2 separate regions of the Gossypium hirsutum genome follow, and region 1 is linked to region 2. Evidence: chromatin contacts called from public Hi-C data. All regions are on one chromosome and are shown on one strand. Each heading gives the region's core, a stretch centred on a gene start, on an enhancer-like site or on the middle of the called end of the contact. The rest is flanking DNA. Distances are from core to core; before and after follow the strand shown. Region 1 holds the start of LOC107909695 (glutamate--glyoxylate aminotransferase 2). Region 2 holds the start of LOC107909701 (60S ribosomal protein L27a-3).

The links. Hi-C and Micro-C count contacts between places; a contact is called where the count stands out from the background.
Region 1: a Hi-C map of leaf shows a contact between it and region 2, with 2.2 times the contacts expected there. The contact joins the promoter of LOC107909695 here to the promoter of LOC107909701 in region 2. A contact is called at or near these places in 2 of 34 Hi-C or Micro-C datasets (both in leaf).

The regions. Positions count from the first base shown.
Region 1 is chrD02:60,440,548-60,444,757 of Gossypium_hirsutum_v2.1, forward strand. LOC107909695 (glutamate--glyoxylate aminotransferase 2) reads right to left here and starts at 2,114. Exons shown (of 14, transcript XM_016837320.2): 1 at 1,603-2,114; 2 at 883-1,051; 3 at 124-189; 4 at 1-13. The coding sequence starts at 999. It also overlaps the pseudogene LOC107907866.
Region 2 is chrD02:60,150,057-60,154,460 of Gossypium_hirsutum_v2.1, forward strand. LOC107909701 (60S ribosomal protein L27a-3) reads left to right here and starts at 3,083. Exons shown (of 1, transcript XM_041088917.1): 1 at 3,083-3,722. The coding sequence starts at 3,165. The coding sequence ends at 3,605. It also overlaps the pseudogene LOC107907867.

The sequences.
Region 1 (4,210 bases), core at 864-3,363, 290 kb after region 2:
ACAAAGCAACCACCTGCAGTAGCACAGATTAGTTGGTTCAATACATGCTATTAATAACTGAATGAGCAACACAGAATAATTCCAACAGATGAAAACTTAAAAACATAGAACTGATACATATACCTGACGAGGGAAAGTCAGTGGCTTCTGTCCAAGAGCTTGAGGATTGCCAACATTTGTGAAAATAATCTGCATACATAAAAATAAAAGCAGCTAAACAAATTAACATATCCACATTATTTTTTTAATAAAAAATCTAATAGTGCCATGTTTTTGGAGCTCCACTCAATAATGACATGCAAAATAATCAACCAAAACACCAAAACATATAAATTCTGAAATTGATTCTTATAGAGAAGCACTAGATACATGGAAGTGCATGCTCCCCCAGCAAACAGTGGATTTCATATACTGCAAAGAGGTTCATGTAGACATTTTAATTGTGTTTGACACAAGGAATCCCTCCTTGAGAAGCTTTAGGACAAAAGATGAAAATAGAATCAAGGCAGGCATTTATCTAGGAAACTAGTAGTCCAATCACTTAATACTCAAAAGGCACTAAATAAGTTACAATTAAAAAAATAAAGAAAGAAATAATAAAAAGATATCATAAGTACAAGCTGCATGTACTTGAATGGTAAATAAGTACTCTAAGTCTAGCTCAAACTGTGATTATACTAATAATGATAATTTTTCAAAAATATCTAAGAACAACAGTATGGTCTTAAATACCCCAACGAAGAATATGTAGGAAATAGGCATTTACACATTCTCTGTTGATAGCAAAAGCTAAAAGCACCAACATATAAAACTCTGCGAATTCAGCATACGAAGCAGAGCTGCATGCTGAAATAAAATAAGAAGAAAGCAGGAAAAACATACCTTCTTCCCTTCCTTCTGAAGCTCAGAAGCTCGAAGATACAACTCACCTCTAACTGCATATTGAACTTTCTTCACGTTTTCATTCATTGTCTCATAGTCTAATGCCTTAAGACCCATGATGCCCAAGTTCCTTCCTTGAACTTAACGATATATGGACTCGGTACTCAACCTGTAAAAGAACTACAAAGCATAAGTCCAATTTAACATTTTGGTTTTGCATATAAGTTTATTAGTTGGCTTTCCAGTTCCGATACGAGAGTAACAATCAGCAAAACAGTTCGAACGTTATAATATAATCACTATAAATTCGCTCTAATCCTAAATCTTAAAATCGGGTCTAAACATTTGAAAAGAAAAAAAAACATCGGCTCTAAGGTTCATATGATAGGAAAACATGCATTAATGAAAAGGATTAAAAGGAAAATCATAAAGTGAAAGAGAGCTTCTTGCGATGCGATCAATGCAATTATCAGTGAATAAGGAGCCAAGCCAGAATACTAGAAAATCCAGGCATAGAAATGCATTTAGAAGTTTGAAAACAGTCAATAATCAATAGTCTATCAACAAAATCACACGGTTACCTTATACCCAAAACCAAGAATCCGTAAAATTCAGGACCTAAACTCAATTAATTATGAATTACCAGAAAATCCAAACAGTTCAACCTTAAACTAAACAGGGAAGTGCAGAACAGAAAAAAACTCCTTAAACGAGGCTAACCCGTGGGATGAGTGGAGTTGAAACTGATATCCCGAGGTGTGCAGAGAAAAGGGCAGGCACAGATTTTATGTGTAGTTTATTGTGTTGCAAGTGTCAGAGACTTTTTCATGTCAGGGAAAGGCAATATATACAAATAAAGAATTGATATATATAAAGATGTGGCAATGTGTAAGGATTTGAAAGCAGTGGCAGCAGCAGAGCCACTGAAAAAAGGGATTTATTTTGAAAATGTGGGGATGTTGTGTTTTATCTTAAAAAGATCAAAACACAAAGGATAAAATTGATCGAGGAGGTGTGGTGTAGCTTCAAACTGTGAGTTATTGGTAGATAATGAACCCTTTGGGGACTCCCTCACATCTTCTTTGGACTCATGTTCAACATTGGTCGCTCTCACCAACTCCCAAGTGTGGTTCATGTTCCATTCTTTAGAGGAATTTTCTCATCTTATGGCAAATGGTAGTAGGGTAATTTGGTCAACTTTCATGAATGAATTATTATGAATATTAGAGAACGTCAATCATTGTTGTTTATTTATTTTTATATTGAGCATAGAGACAAAATTAAAAGCTAAATGTCTTAAGATGGATGGCGAATGCCTTTTTCATTGGTGATAATGTTGCTGCTCTAGGAACTTCACCCGGAATGAACGGATATCAATATAATCATAACACTCAGTCATTGATATAATTTGATGAGACGAATTAGGAATAACAAAATCAATAAGCTTAATTGATTAACAATAAATGAATAAATTTTGATTTGTACGAAGTGATGATCTTGACTCGTATAAAATAGTAGTTAACCGGATGTTCATTTGGTATGGGTTCAAATCGTGTTATCTCATCCCCATTCCTAATATTGTATAAATAAATAAAAAAGACAATGAATGAATATATTCTATTTATAATATATATAAATATTTTACCTAAACTCAAAACTTTCTTTTAAGAGAATTACTTTTGAGGATAGTAAATATATAGAAAAAAACAATTAATCAATGACATTGGATTTGCAACTAATTTTTAGATGGTACAAAATTTTAATGCTATCAAAAAACAGAAATAAAAAAGATATCTGTAAAAGACCACTTTCTCTCCTCTAATTAAGAAAAAGACCAAAAAACTGCGAGAGAGAAGCAGGCAGTGCTTCATACAAGTTCATTATTTTACTTTGTGCGACATCTTTATATAATTTAGGAGCCTCTTATGGGCCTTACCACTGTCAATGGCTTCTTTGGCTCTTTCCAAAGCTAAGGACTCGTCTTCTGCACCATCACATCCTAGTAAATGATCCACAATTCCAGCATTCAAAACAATCCGGTCATATGCCGGCCCTTTTTCACCTCGAAGAGCTGCCAAACCCAACTCGATATTCTTCGATACCTGATATATTATAGCAAACATGGTCATTTGACAACAGGTTTTCAAAAATAACAAACAAAAGAGACTGAGGCAAAGAGGAGTTTCATCTCCACCCTTTCTGGTGGTTGGTTGGAAGGGGATATATAGAAAAGGATTTTCGAATTTTACCGATCTATTGGTTCTTGGAGTATCAGTTGGTTCAAAACCATAGTCCATTGCATTAACCTCAAGCCTGAAACTCTGACGTGATACACCTGCAACGTTAGGATATTGGTTGGCATTAAAATTCTGCAAATAATCTTATTTCCATTGGATATCCAGAGAGCTTTTGAAATGGATTAAACAATACAAAGCTAAATACGAACCATCCACTTCACAAGCTGATTCTATGCCTACTGAACGAAAACCAGAACAATGGTTCACAGGAAGTCCTTTCCTTGCTGATCGCAACCTAGTTGTCATTGAGAGGGCACCTTCTTCACCCTTAAATAACAGCTGTCTCAAACATTTAAGTGTTTTGTTTGGATTACTCGTTGATTTTTTCAGAATTTAAATTGAATCAATATATCTTGAATATCATAAAGGAAAAGTCCAAATTTATTCTTTTACTCCATTACCAAATCATTTTTTAATTTAACATGAAGTGCTAACCTTCACTACTAAACCAGAATGAACACCTCTTCTTTTCATAAGCTTTAACAATGGTTCCTCATAACCTTCATGATAGAATCCAGCAACAATTGATTCCCTCCCCTTTGCCTGTTAAAGAAACACAACATTCCTTGAGAAATCAGCACACCAGTCTACATTAGGAACTTTTAGCTAGATAAAGCATCCTAAAAATGTATCCACATATGTACATAATATACACAATATATTAAATTAACACCACTAACATTGCTATCCACATATACACTCACCCTAATAAATTGCTGAACCTTTTCAGTTGTTGCCAGTGATGGACGTTTCTTTATTTGCTCCCTCAACCCAATCAGTGAATATCTATGAAAACCATAAAAGATTCTTTACCTCCTTCATTCTATTATCGGAAATAAACATAACTGGTTACACCGGCGGTGATACAAATCAAGTACAACACTTCCAATGAGAAGTGAAAGACCAAAATCCTAAGACTTTTCAGTTCAATAGTGTTATGTTTCCTGATAAGAAACCACTTTAACCAAATAGACCATAAACTAATAGAATTCTTAAATTATCTAATTACATCTAAGTTTTGGAGAACAAAG
Region 2 (4,404 bases), core at 1,833-4,332:
AGTGTATATAAAATTTTGAATGATGAGAATGGAGTTCCTAAAACTTAAATGAGGGTTGAATCAAGTTTATGAAAGTAAGATTATGTGTCGTAGATATTGTAATATGTGTAAAATTTTAGATTTAGTTAATGTTTTTCAATTTAATCATTTTTAGTCGTTATACTTTAGTAAAATTTTTTATTTAGTCCTTGTGCTTAAAAAGTTAAAAACTAAGTATTCTTACTTTTTCAATTTTAAAATCCTAATCCAATTATTAACACAATAAATCATTTTCACCAATTTTTATCAATTTGATATGTTTATTTCTGTCAATCATATGACTATATTATGGTAGCCTAATCAACTAGCAAAATTGATAAATTTTAATTGAAATTGAATTTCAAATTATGCCTAAGTACATGGATTTTTTGACCTTTACTTGGTACATAACCTTTTTTTGCCCAATATTACATGAAAATGATTTTTTTTCAAATAATTTATTACTTAAGCTTTTTGTGGTCTAATTTAATACCTAAATTTATCAATATTATAAAAATTATCCCAAAATACTAAAGTACGTTAGTTTTTTTTTATGAGAGCACAAAAATAACTAACACATGACTAACATGTGACAAATGTTATTGAATTTAATATCATTAATGGTTACATTTATTTGGAGTTTCTTTATTTTATTAAAAAATATGTTCAAAATTTACTTTTAATTAGTGTTGAGATTAGTTTGACTCTTAATGACAAAAATAATTTAAAAGGGACCATATACCTAAAATATGTTATGGTTTTCACAAAATCCTCAATTTCATAAGAATATTAAAATCCGTGTTAAAAAATTGTAATGAAAGAAGAAAATTAGAGTTATAAAAATCCAAAGTAAAATAAAATAAAATAAAATAAAATAAAAATAACTAAACATTCCACGTGAGCGTCAGTCATAGCCGTATCGGCAAGCACCGCAAGCACCCGGGGGTCGAGGAAATGCCGGAGGTATGCACCACACCGGATCCTCTTCGACAAGTACCACCCTGGGTATTTCGAGAAAGTGGGTATGAGGTACTTCCACAAACTCCGCAACAAGTTTTACTGCCCCATCGTCAACATCGACAAGCTCTGGTCTCTCGTCCCACAAGACGTGAAGGCAAAGGCCAACAACGATTCGGCGTCGATGATCGACGTGACCCGATTCGGGTATTTTAAGGTCCTGAGGAAAGGTGTGTTGCCCGAGAATCAACCGGTCGTGGTTAAGGCTAAGTTGGTGTCCTAGACTGCTGAGAAGAAGATTAAAGAGGCTGGTGGTGTGGTTGTGCTCACCGCTTAGGTTAGGTCTTTTGGTTTTAGATCTGAATGACATCTCTGTTATATCATTATCTTGGACTTATTTTGAAATCAGATTTTGCATTAACATCCGTAATTTTGGCCCAATTATAGATATTATATGTGATAAGTTTTGAGATATGTAGTTCATCTTGTTGTGTTTTGTTGCATACCATGGATTTTGGTAGACATAGACTTACGTTGAAAACTTATTAGCCCCGGATGCAATGGCTTGTTGTATGTGATGTATGCGATTAAGGTTTTCCTGCATAGTTTGAAGCGGTTCAAAACTTTGGCATGGAATTTATGATGAATTTTATGGGGGGACTAGTGATAGCTCTCTTTTGTGTTGGTGAATTTTGGAATAAATTTTAATGGTCTAAGATGCAATCAGTTGGTGCTCATAAGTTACTCGAGTTCAACTCGAAAAAACTTTGAACTTGCTTTAGTAATTATTGAGTCGAGCTCTCCGTCGAGCCGAATTCGAGCGTAGTAATACTTGACTTGAACGGATCGTAAGTTTTATTGAGCTTTTCATAATTTTATATTATTAAATTATGCTATTATCCTTAATATAATTATTAACCCTAAACTTAATTAATGAGTTGAGCTTGAGCTCAAATTCAGAAATTGGTAAAGGAGCTTAATCGAGCTCGATTATATCTTGAGCCAAGCTTGGCAGTATTTGGGCTTAGCTCGGTTCGATTATACCCCTAGTTGAGCCATTCCCCATTTTCCATGCTGAAACCCAGCTTATTAATAGGTGTTGCAGACCAAAATGAAAGTACGAAAAGCATATGTCTTAGCTGCCCTGCTTCATTGACATTAGCAATTTACTAATCTGGGAATGGTGTGTTATATGTGGTGCCATTGCTTAATGTGGTCCTACGTATTCAAGAAGTTATGTTAAAGTTCATGGATGCAGAAGGGAAAGAAATAGACATTTATTATGGACCATAAATTGGTAATTCACTTGGTGACCATCATATTTTGTAATTGGTATCTTGGGATCTAAACTTTGTAGGATAAAATTATTTTGAAGACGATACTTTGATCGAGTTTTCTTTATTTTCTAGTATTATTACCGTCTACCCTTGAGCATGAGAAATGCATGAAGTGAGTGAGGCATAAGGTTAATTTCTTGCTTGGTACCACAGGGATTTAAGTGTTCATTTGAGGCGAAGCTGAAACAATACATACAGCAGTGAGTGAAGAATAAGATGACTATAAAACAATAACCAAAATTTCTCAATGCAACCATAGTTGTAACTTTGAAAATAAAACTGTTGCCGTGAAGGGAGGCAAGGCTGTAACTTTGAGGTTCAGCAAAGAGAGGGCTTTCATTTTCCTGCTCTTAAATGTACACCAGAAGTGAGCGTGTTGAAATCCACATGGCTAATGCAACGACGTGTTCAGTTGATTGTCATGGTATCGCGAGGCAATTTGTAGGCTGCAACGCTACCTTAAAAACTGTAATTATTTGTTTGTTACAACCCTTTCAACAAAGCAAAAGAAACATGATTTAGTTTACTTAAATTAGTAGTGAACACATTAGCCGAGTAAGTGTGAAACTAGCCTTAAGGCCCAACCCAAATCAAAATATCTCCTATGCTAAATTTATCTATATATTTTCCCAAATAAAAAAAAATCACAATTCTAAGATCCAAATCAATTTTGCACCCTTTAAGCCCAACGTGATAAGGGCCAACCCCTGTTTAGATCCATCAAATCACAAAGCCCTAAAATGCAAAAAAACCATTGTCCACCACACAATAAAAACTGACAAAAACCTATTTTCATTTTTCTCATCTATCAGCCGCGCTTACAGAAGTCCCGTTCAATCCAAGTGTCTAACAATGACAACCTGTTTCAAGAAGAACAGTAAGAAGCGCGGCCACGTGAGCGCCGGTCATGGCCGTATGGGCAAGCACCGCAAGCATCCGGGGGGTCGAGGAAACGCCGGAGGTATACACTACCACCGGATCCTCTTCGAAAAGTACCACCCTGGGTATTTCAGGAAAGTGGGTATGAGGTACTTCCACAAACTCCGCAACAAGTTTTACTGCCCCATCGTCAACATCGACAAGCTCTGGTCTCTCGTCCCACAAGACGTGAAGGCAAAGGCCAACAAGGATTCGGCGCCGATGATCGACGTGGCCCAGTTTGGGTACTTTAAGGTCTTGGGAAAAGGTGTGCTGCCCCAGAATCAACCAATGGTGGTTAAGGCTAAGTTAGTGTCTAAGACTGCTGAGAAGAAGATTAAGGAGGCTGATGGGACGGTTGTTCTCACTGCCTAGGTTAGGGTTTTTGCTTTTTGTTCTCTTATATTATCATCTAGGACTTAATTTTTGAAATGAGATTTTACAATAACATTCTTAATTTTGCTTCAACAATATATGGTATGGTGTTTATTTTCTCGTGTTTTGCTCTGTTGCATTTGCTTGATTTAAGTTAAGATGGGGAAATTCTTGATACTTTAATGAGATTGCTATTAGCTGTTCGTGCTATCTCTATCGTCAGTGTTGAATTATACAGATAATAGATATTGATGAATATTATCAACTTGTGTTGCAATGGAAGATCAACTCATGTATTTATACAAAGACTATAGACTGTTAACTTTCTTAACCAACTAACTGTTGACTAACTGCTGGCTTAACAGCTTATCGACTAACCAACTATCTTTTATTACTCTAACATTCTCCTGGTCTTTTAATTTCCTTAAACTCAGTCACTATATCTTTTTTTGTAACTTGAAGTGCCTCTCGAAAACCTGCAAACTTCTTGGGAGCAATAGGTTTAGCAAGAGCATTTGTAATATGACTAGATGATGGAACATAGTTGACTTGTAGTGAGCCATCAACCACTTTCTCATAGACAAAGTGATAGTCTATTTCAACATGCTTAACTCTTGCATGATGCGTTGGATTAGCAGACATAGACACTATAGACGTGTTATCACACCAGACAATTGGTGGCTATTCTATATGAACCCCTATCTCTTCTAGTAGCGGTCGAACCCACACGAGCTCGGATACACAGTTTGCCAGGCTGCGGTATTCAGCTTCTGAAGACGACCTGGACATAACAGCTTGC